2 separate regions of the Mus musculus genome follow, and region 2 is linked to region 1. A link is a contact called in public HiChIP or PLAC-seq data. All regions are on one chromosome and are shown on one strand. Each heading gives the region's core, a stretch centred on a gene start, on an enhancer-like site or on the middle of the called end of the contact. The rest is flanking DNA. Distances are from core to core; before and after follow the strand shown.

The links. HiChIP or PLAC-seq counts read pairs in DNA pulled down with a chosen protein or histone mark.
Region 2: a FOXA1 HiChIP or PLAC-seq map of pancreatic cancer cells shows a contact between it and region 1. The contact joins two enhancer-like sites. A contact is called at or near these places in 3 of 39 promoter capture datasets (the C10 cell line, liver and pre-B cells), 5 of 484 Hi-C or Micro-C datasets (B cells, CD4 T cells, the G1E-ER4 cell line and 2 more) and 2 of 115 datasets of contacts at active chromatin or transcription factors (pancreatic cancer cells and pro-B cells).

What each region holds. Positions count from the first base shown.
Region 1 is chr7:28,156,567-28,161,667 of GRCm38.p6, forward strand. 9530053A07Rik (RIKEN cDNA 9530053A07 gene) reads left to right here. Exons shown (of 20, transcript NM_001164655.1): 15 at 1-529; 16 at 969-1,542; 17 at 2,771-2,970. Among named protein-coding and RNA genes, the nearest start is that of Gm31024, 9.7 kb to the right of the region's middle. Within about 2 kb of position 2,930, at least 33 of the 459 cell types and tissues checked have an H3K27ac peak or open chromatin away from gene starts, as enhancers often do. A contact at or near this core is called in pancreatic cancer cells, where this site is marked.
Region 2 is chr7:28,616,746-28,621,475 of GRCm38.p6, forward strand. Acp7 (acid phosphatase 7, tartrate resistant) reads right to left here. Exons shown (of 13, transcript NM_175319.5): 3 at 308-508. Among named protein-coding and RNA genes, the nearest start is that of Acp7, 12 kb to the right of the region's middle. Within about 2 kb of position 2,611, at least 23 of the 459 cell types and tissues checked have an H3K27ac peak or open chromatin away from gene starts, as enhancers often do. A contact at or near this core is called in pancreatic cancer cells, where this site is marked.

The DNA of each region.
Region 1 (5,101 bases), core at 1,680-4,179:
TGACTCCTGCCCTGTGAGTTGCCCGAGCCTCTCCGCCCCTGTGGGCTGTGAAACCATCTGCCGTGAGGGCTGTGTCTGTGATGCTGGCTTCGTGCTCAGTGGTGACACCTGTGTCCCTGTGGGCCAGTGTGGCTGCCTCCACCAAGGGCGCTACTATGCGTTAGGTGCCACCTTCTACCCCGGCTATGAGTGTGAGTGGTTCTGTGAGTGCGGGCCTGATGACCAGGTCACCTGCAGGATAGAGACCTGTGGGATCCATGAGGAATGCCGGATAGAGGATGGCATCCGGTCCTGCCATCCCAAAAGCTCTAAACTAATGCTGGTCCTTCATGGTACCCATTATGCTACGCCTGATGGCTTGGTCTATGACCTTTATGGCTCCTGCTCCTACATCTTGGCCCAAGTTTGTTTTCCGAAGCATGGAGAGGAGGCGTTCTCCATTGTGCTCGAGAAGGACTTAGCTGGAAACCCCCAGCGGGTGGTGGTGACCGTGGCAGGCCAGGTCGTGGTGCTGGCGAAAGGGCCACAGGTGAGTGCACACGACCCTGCCCATGGTTCTACAGGGACACAGCCCCACCTATGAGGTCATCTGAAGTCATGCCCCCTTTTTTGGGAAGGTCTTGGGGGGGACACTGACCAACTTGAGAGTCCTAAGAGCACTGAAAAACACCAGTGGGAAGCACGCAGTAGGGAGCACGCAGTAGGGAGCATGCAGTAGAGAGCACACAGTAGGGAGCATGAAGTAGAGAAGCACCCAGAAATTGCTGTTTTAGAAGGCAAAGATACCACCCTGAAGCCTGTTGGAGACATGGCCCTATCCCTACCCTGGGAGATTAAAATGACCTCACTCCAGTCTATCGAAAAAGCACTTAGCTCTGCCATGAGGGTTTAAGAGAGACAGTGCTCTTTGCCTTCCTTAAATGGATGTTCTCTGACCCCCCCCCAACTTAATTGACCTTTGCATCCAGGTGACCGTGGACAGTGAAGTGGTGGCACTACCCATGGTTGTAGGATCCATATATATAACCGCTGAAAACCGAAACGTATTTCTGCAGACAAAAAGTGGGCTAAAACTTCTTTTTGATGGCGATGACCATATCCTTATATCCATCCCGAGTCCCTTCCGTGGGCGTCTCTGTGGCCTCTGTGGGAATTTCAATGGGAACCAGAGTGACGACTTTGTGCTGCCCAGCGGAGTGGTGGCCCCCAACGTGGAGGCCTTTGGAGCTGCATGGCGAGCTCCCGGCTCCTCCTTGGGCTGTGGTGAAGGCTGCGGGCCCCAAGGCTGCCCAGTGTGCTCGGCAGAAAAGAGAGAATTGTATGAGGAAAACGATGCCTGTGGGAAGATCCGAGACCCCCAAGGCCCCTTTGCAGCTTGCCACAAGGCTCTGAATCACTCGGAATACTTCCACCAATGTGTTTTTGACCTTTGTACCCATCACGGAGACAGAGACTACCTCTGCCGTAGCCTGGCTGCTTATACTGCAGCCTGTCAGGCAGCTGGGGCAGCAGTGAAGCCCTGGAGGACAGACAGCATCTGCCGTGAGTGTCTCTGACCCCTTGGGTGACCCCAGGCCCTCCTTTCCTGTAGAAGTCCCTGCCTGTAACAGGGTTTCTTCCAGCCCTGCCCTGCATCCTCTATGGCTTTCCTCCTTTCCTTCTGGCTCTGGGGTCTCAGACTCCAGTCAAGAGTCCACACTCCCCAGCCTCGACATTCACCTTTTCCCAGGGCTGTTCCCAGCTCTTTCCATACTGACCTGAAATGGAGTTGGGTGGACTGAGAGCCCACGGGAGTCCTGAGTCTCACAGTCACTGGCCCTTCCCACAGACTCTGTATTTTCTCACATCCTCAGTGCAAGGCCAGAGGCAATAGATGCCCCCCCCAACTACACACCTATTTCCAAATTATTGGATAACAACAAGTCCCCTCAGATGCCCCGTGCCAAAGCAATGGTCCTTAGCACTTTAGTAAAGAGCCTTTTCTCCTTCAGTTTCCTATTAATACCTAGACCCAGAGTCCCATCAGCTACCCAAAGGAACTGAAAGAGTCCCAGTTTGACTGTGGACACCATCACTAGCTCAAACAGTAGGCTAGGTCATGCACTCTGTGCTCTCTGAGCTTACCCTGGTGGCCCTCAAGGTCTCTGCACCAGCCGGATTTCCAACTGAAATCAAACTTCACCCCAAACCTGATTCTCCTTTCCTGCCCCAGTTATTATCTGATGGTAGCCACACCCGTCCGCAGCACTAAGCCAGAGCCTAATCTTTGATGTCTTCCTGTGTCTTTCACATATCCTTGTCTTTCCCTTGCCCCATCCTCAAACCCATTCTTGTGCTATCCCAACCCTTTGCACACACCTATCCGCTCACCTAGATACTCTGCTTTCCCCTGTCCCAAGTGAACCCTGTCAGAGCCTCCCCGGGTCATCCATCCCATCTGCCCGAGCCTCCCAGTGCATCCGAATCTTCTGCCTCACTTCCCTGGCCCATCCTGACAGCCTGCTTGTCCGCTGCATCCCATCCTCAGCCTCCTCATCCCATCCCTGTCTCCTGGCTGGTCCTTCAAGGCCAAGCCTCGCCTTCTTCCGTTAGCATTTCCATTTCCCAGGCCTGACACTCTCCTCTCAGATGTCTCCTCTCCCCAGCCCCTATACCTCTTCTCTCCCAGTGCAGTATGGCAGCTGTAACTGTCTGTATACCTGGATGTGAGTTTTGTAAGACAGGGTTGGAGACTGCCTGCCACATTCACCTTGTCTCCTCTCCCTAACAGCTGCCGAGTGTCCTGCCCACAGCCACTACTCTATCTGTACACATTCCTGCCAGGGCTCCTGTGCTGCAATCTCTGGCTTCACTGGCTGCACCACGCAGTGCTTTGAAGGGTGTGAGTGCGATGACCACTTCCTGCTCTCCCAGGGTGTGTGCATTCCTGCCCAGGACTGTGGCTGCTTCTACAATGACCAATATATGCCGGTGAGCGGAGGGGATGGGAGGCAGTCTCTAAACAGGCAGTGTGGGTAGAGGGACTGGAGGGACATTCAGAGCTGCTGTGCTCTGGGCTTCTGTTCAAGGACTGGGACACAGAAGGACACCACCTGCTTGCAGCAGTGGTCGCTGTACTGATCACCCCAGGCTCAGCAGGTCAAATGTGAGAGCTTAGTTCCCAGCAGATCTGGAGGCCAGGAGTCAAAGACCAGACTCACTGCACTGACATCAAAGTGATGAAAGGGGACACTGGATTGTCTTAAGAGGACAATCAAGTCCTTGTCTCTCCCACCCCCTTATGTGGCCTCGGTCAGTCCTTGCCTTGGTCACTCCACTCCAATCTCTGTCATCACTTCTCTGTATGGCATAACACCCATGGGATTTCCTACCTAGATAATCAGGATAAATTCTCCATCTAAACAGTATTAGTCACACTGCAAACATGTTTCCACTTAAGGTAGTACACCTGCTCTCAGAAAGTGGGAATTGCTGTTTTGCTGTGTGGCCAATCCTCCACTACCCTGCCTCTCTGAACTCCTTCACCTGCAGAATGGCTGAGTCAGCATCCTGATGCTCAGGACAGCTGGTACCCAGTGAGGGTCTGCCTCATCTTCCTGTGCATCCCATTCAGCCAAAAGAATGGAATTCACAATAGTGCAGTAGGTGGCTCGGCTACCAATCATTCAACATCGTGATTTGGGATTTTATAGTTAATATCCTTTGTTAATGCTTTTTGAAAGCGTTGTGTGCATAAGTCTGTTTGAAACATTCCTTTGTCCTGTGATCGCATCCCTCTGAAACAGGCTGCACACAAAGGTTGTGAAACAGAAGCCATCCCACAGCTACTCAGTAGCCAACCGGTGCTAACTTGTGTGGTTAGCGCTGCACTTTCCTTCAGGTCTCAATTGCTCCTGAAAGCCGTCTGACCCTATTCTTTTTTTTTTTTTAAAGATTTATTTATTATTATATGTAAGTACATTGTAGCTGTCTTCAGACACACCAGAAGAGGGAGTCAGATCTTGTTACGGATGGTTGTGAGCCACCATGTGGTTGCTGGGATTTGAACTCTAGACCTTCGGAAGAGCAGTCGGGTGCTCTTACCCACTAAGCCATCTCACCAGCCCCTGACCCTATTCTTGTTCCAGTCCAACACCTTCCCTTCTGTCCCTGACTCCTTCTGTGCCTTCCCACCTCATCCCTGACCTCTGCCCTGCTCAGCCATTTTGGATTTGTGAAGCAGACACCTAGAGGAAAGTCCACAGAGAGATACAAGCATTCGAGACCTTGGGGTACTAGTAGGACACTCAACTCACTGAACCTTAGTTCATGTCAATGGATTCCACCCTATGAAGATTATTAGGGGACGATTGTCCTGGTCATGTACAGAACTGTTTTATCGTCATGATCTCCTAGTCAGTGCCACACTGTCTAAGTATGTCTGTAGCATGTGCATTACATTAGGCGTGCTGTAAGGTGTACAGTAGGATGTGGTGGTTTGCATGCAGAAGTGATACCACTGTACAGAATGGATTTAGCATCCTCCAGTCCGGTACCCTCCAGGGCTTCTGGATCAAGGGGTGACTGTTTTGTGATGGTTTGGGTTTTTTTTTTTTTCTTCCAAAGTTTTCAACGTTTTATGGTTTTCTTTCAAACTTTTATTCTTTTAAGTAATCTAACGTTAGGACACTTGTAAGCAAGTGTGTGGAGGAGTACCCTTTCCTGGGGCTCTTCCACGGAAGCCACGCCCATTTTACCACCTTCTGTTTGTGTGTGTGTGCCTGTTATTTATTTCCTAGCAACCATTTGACCTTTTCTTGCAAACACAGTGGCTCCTTTATCCCTAAGCAACTAAGTCTGGGTTCTGTGACAATAAGGAATTCGATCACGTGACAGAGGATAATGATCAAAACCAGGAAATTCACAGTTATTCCATACCATTATCAGGTGACTTCACCCAGATTTCACCGGTTATTTCAACACAAGCATCTGTAATCATTACCCTCTCTGACCCAGCACTGTGAGGAGGCAGACACTGTTTTCTGTTCATAAATTCTACTGAGCCCTCCAGGGAGAAAACGGGAAAGCCTAGGCCTGAGGACTGAGCACAGGTTGAGGGGCC
Region 2 (4,730 bases), core at 1,361-3,860, 460 kb after region 1:
TGGAGAGGGAGGAAACATAAGGGGCATCATCTTCGTCATCGACATCATCATCGTCGTCATCATCATATCAGAGACATCTCAAGTAGCCCAGGCTAATCCCTGACTTTCTACGTAGCCCAGGATGACCTGGAATTTAGAATTGTTCTGCCTCCTCCCAAGTGCTGGGATCACAGGCCTGTGTCATTGCACCCAGTCAAAGGTCTCATATCCCTTGTTCCACACAGAAGAGCCGCCAGCCCAGCCTCAGCCACAGGTCTCAATAGCTTCTAGAACATTCCTCCCCCATGCCCACCCCAGGTCCTCTCACCATACTGAGCCCCCGGCTGCAGCTTCCGCAGCGTCACGCGGTGAATGTAGAGTTTGCGCCGCAGAACTCCTCCATCCACGAAGGCCCTGGCGGTGCCGTGGGCACGGAATGGGAGAGGACCAGACAGCTGCGAGCCGAACTGCACCTCAGACCGGGCTGGAGCCCATGTGGTCCAGGTCACAGTCATGGTGCCTGGCTCCCCTGAGGAGAGAGGGATCAGAGAGGAGGCTCAACAGGTTATCAAGCAGGAATGGGGTGACACTGAGAGCTGCTGTTCGGTCCTGTCCCCTCCGCTATTTCCAAGCTGGCTTCCTTTGGGACTGGCTTCGCCCCCCCACCCCCACCCCGCCTCAGTTATCCCGTTTGTGAAACAGAATAGGGTTATTTATCCTACAAGGTTCTGCGGAAGCATGGATGTCTACAAATACAATTGGCAGACTGGGTCCTGGGTTCCAGGTCCTGGAATTCAACCAACTATGAGTTGAAAACCGCTAGGAGAGAAACAGATTATCAAAATGGCTCAATCCTTATGACCTGACCTACATGGCCTCCAAAAGTAGTCCTATCAGCTGGGCAACTTTTTATCCTCAAAGAGGAAGGCAGATTTCTGTGGCTTAATGCCAGTCTGGTCTCCATGGGGAACTGCAGGCCCTCCGGAGCTCCATAGTGAGACCTTGTCTAAAAACAAAGGCCTTTGACTGCCACATGTGCACTGTGGCATGGGTGTGCCTCCCTCCCACGCGAACAAGCTAATACATGAATTTATAAAAATATTCGGGGGGTTGGAGAGATGGCTTGGTGGTTAAGAGCACTGACTGCTCTTCCGAAGGTCCTGAGTTCAAAACCCAGCACCCACTTGGTGGCTCACAACCATCTGTAATGAGATCAGATGCCCTCTTCTGATGTGTCTGAAGACAGCTCCAGTGGTGTAGTTACATGTATAATAAATAAATAAATCTTTAAAAAGAGTGCTGGCTGCTCTTTCAGGGGACCTGAGTTCAGTTCCCATGGCAGCTCACAACTGTCTGTAATTCCAGTCCCTAGGGATATAATGCTCTTTTCTGGTCTCTGAGGGCATCTGACGTGTACATAGTTCATAGACATATATGCAGGCAAAACACCCATACACGTGAAATAAAATGATAAAAACAATATTCAGGAGCGGGCCTGGGACGCGTCTCTGTGTGTAGAGGACCTGCCCAGCATCCATGAAGCTCTCGGTGCAAACTCAGCATCATATAACAGTACTCAGGAGACTGAGGCAGGAGAATTGGAATTTCTAGGCCAGCCTTGACTACATAACAAATTCTGAGCTAACCTGGGCTCCATAGGAAGGCTCTGTTTAAAATTAAAAAGAAAAAAAGAAAAGAAAAAAAATCAAACATGGAGGAGAGAGGACCTCACACTTAGGCTAAGCCCTTCCTTCCTTCAGGATCTATATTCTTCTCATACTCCTGCAAACAAGCCTTCACCCGTGCTTCTGTGAACAACCCTGAAGAAACTCATCGGGTCTGACACACACACATATGCACACACATGCACACATGTGCACAAACATGCTCACATACATACATACACACACACACACACATGTGCATGCACACACAAATGCCCAAAAGACATAAAGGTAGGAGAAAGACTAGCTGGAAGAGGAAGGGGACCCCTGCAGGTGGGGATAGAGCAGGAGAGGGCGAGTGCTGGGTGAATGCGATCCAAATGCATCCATACATGCGTGGAATGGCCTTGTGAGCACACACACGCCTTTACTCTCAGCACTCGGGAGGCACAGGCAGCTGGATCTGAGTTTAAGGCGAATCTGACCTATGATCAAGTTGCAGAACAGCCAGAGCTACCAAAGTAGGGGCTGGAGAGATGGCTCAATGGTTAAGAGCACTGACTGCTCTTCCAGAGGTCCTGAGTTCAATTCCCAGCAACCACATGGTGGCTCACAGCCATCTAAAATGGGTTTCGATGCCCTCTTCTGATGTGTCTGAAGACAGCAACAGTGCACTCACATACATAAAATAAATAAATAAATCTCAAACACACACAAACACACACAACAAAATAAATTAATAAAAAGAGAGGAAAAGAAAAAAACAACACGTCACTATGAAGCTTTGATGTATGATTAATATAAACTAATTAAAATTAAGACAAAACAAACAAAGGAGCGTCACAGTGCAATATCTACTTTCCAGTCCACTGTGTTGAGCACTGAGTCATCAAAGGTGACTTAGAGTGTGCCTGGGGTTCTGTGCAAACACTATTACGGTCTTGTGCCTTTGTGTGGAGGTGACTGGAGCTTCTTAGGTTTGGCATTCTGAGAATGCCCTGGCAGCCACCTTTGGTGACTAGGAGAGACAACCTTAGGCAAAGAACACGCAACAATGTCCGACACAATGAGGTTTATGGGCTGAGTCAATGTCTCTGTTTTCTTCTTTTCTGTGTGCTAGCCTGCAGCCAACATTGCACACTCATGATATCATCTGAGCGTTCCAGACAGGGATCTGGAGGCAATTAAACAGTGGAGGGCAAAGGGCAGCTATAGGACAGGAGGAAATGGTGAAATTCACTCTGTCTGCAACGAGGGACAGGGTCTCCTACTGCACCCCAGGTTAGCTTGGCAATCGTTATGCTGTCCAGAATGTCCTCGAACTGCCATTCAGGCTGCCTCCCCTGGGGTAACAGCAGTCAGTCACCATTCCTGGCTCTACAGCAAATCTTCCCACAAACTTGCTAGGTAGACCAGGCTGGACTTAAATTTAAAATCTGTCTGTCCTTGTCCTCTCTGTGCTAGATTAAAGGTACATACCATCACACCTGGTTTCTCTACAAACATAGATTTTATTAAAAAGAAAGAGAACTCTTAGCCAGGCAGTGGTGGTGCACGCCTTTAATCCCAGCACTCCGGAGGCAGAGGCAGGCAGATTTCCGAGTTCGAGGTCAGCCTGGTCTACAGAGTGAGTTCCAGGACAGCCAGAGCTATACAGAGAAAACCTGTATCGAAAAACAAACAAACAAACAAACAACAACAAAATTCTTAAGACTAAGAAGGGACTATGTAATTCAGATTCTCAAATCAAGAATCAAGCTACATAGGGGCTGGAGAGATGGCTCAGAGGTTAAGAGCACTGACTGCTCTTTCAGAGGTCCTGAGTTCAATTCCCAGCAACCACATTATAGCTCACAACCATCCATAATGAGATCTGATGCCCTCTTCTGGTGTGTTGGAATACAGCTATAGTGTAGTCACAAAAAGTAAATAAATAATTCTTTAAAAAAAAAAAAAAAAAAAAAAAAGAATGATGCAACACCATCAGGCCGGGCCAGGTTGGCACACACCTTTAATCCCAGCACTCCTGGGGCAGAGGCAGGAGGAGCTCTGTGAATTCAAGGCCAGCCTGGTCTACAGAGTGAGCTCCAGGACAGCCAGGCTTACACAGAGAAACCCTATAAAGCTCAGTTGGTCAAAAACGCTTGCCGTGAAGTCTAAGCGCTTGAGTTCAATCCTGGGAACCCATGGTGGAAGGAGAGAGATCAACTCTTGCAGTCTGTCCTCTGCCCTCCACGAGCAATAAACAAACAAAATACCACGAAGAGCTAGGGTGGGGAGGAGGCCTGTAATTCTGTAAGTTCAAAGCCAGGCTAGGCCACACAGTGAGTTCCAAGTCAGCTATCTCCAAACACCAAATGGAATAACCATAGTGAAAATACCAAGTGAGTCTGTGACATTAAGGACACAGATTCGGCTACCAGGAATCTGAAATTGCTGAAGTGGAGCCCATCTGTAGGCCAGGGCTTGGGAGGATGGCTGGGATGAGGACAGCCCAAGCAAGTTAGGGAGAACCCTGACAAAATCAAAAGAGGAAGGAGGTGGGAGTGGGGAGGGAGAGAGAAAAGGAGGGGGAAAGGGAGGGAGGCAAGAGGGAGAGAAGGAGAGAGGGAAAAAGAAAGGGAGGGAGAGAGGAAGAAGGGGAAGGGGGAAGTGAGTGAAGGAGAGAAGAAAGGAAGGAGAGAGGAAGGGAAGGGGATAGAGAGGGAGAGGAGGAAGAAGGGAGGAAGGAAGGGAGGGAGAGAAGGAGGGAGAGAGAGGGGAAAGGAAGGAGGGAGAAGGAAGAAATGGAAGGAGAGAGAGAGGGAGGGAAGGAGGAGAGAGATATATGAGCTGGGCATGGTGGTGCACACTTGTAAGCCCTCCACTTGGGAAGCTGATACAGGAGGCTCACAAGTCTGAGATCAGCCTAGACTACGAAGTGAGTGTCAGAGACATAAAACATAAAGTCATATGGGGATATAGAGCTATGAAGGCCACTGCTCACACCTACTAAGGGAATACAGAAAGGACATCTCAGGAGCTAAAAAGATGGCGTTCAGGAAGGTGGGGGGGGTGAGGATGGGGGATTGGATTTAGCACAACAGT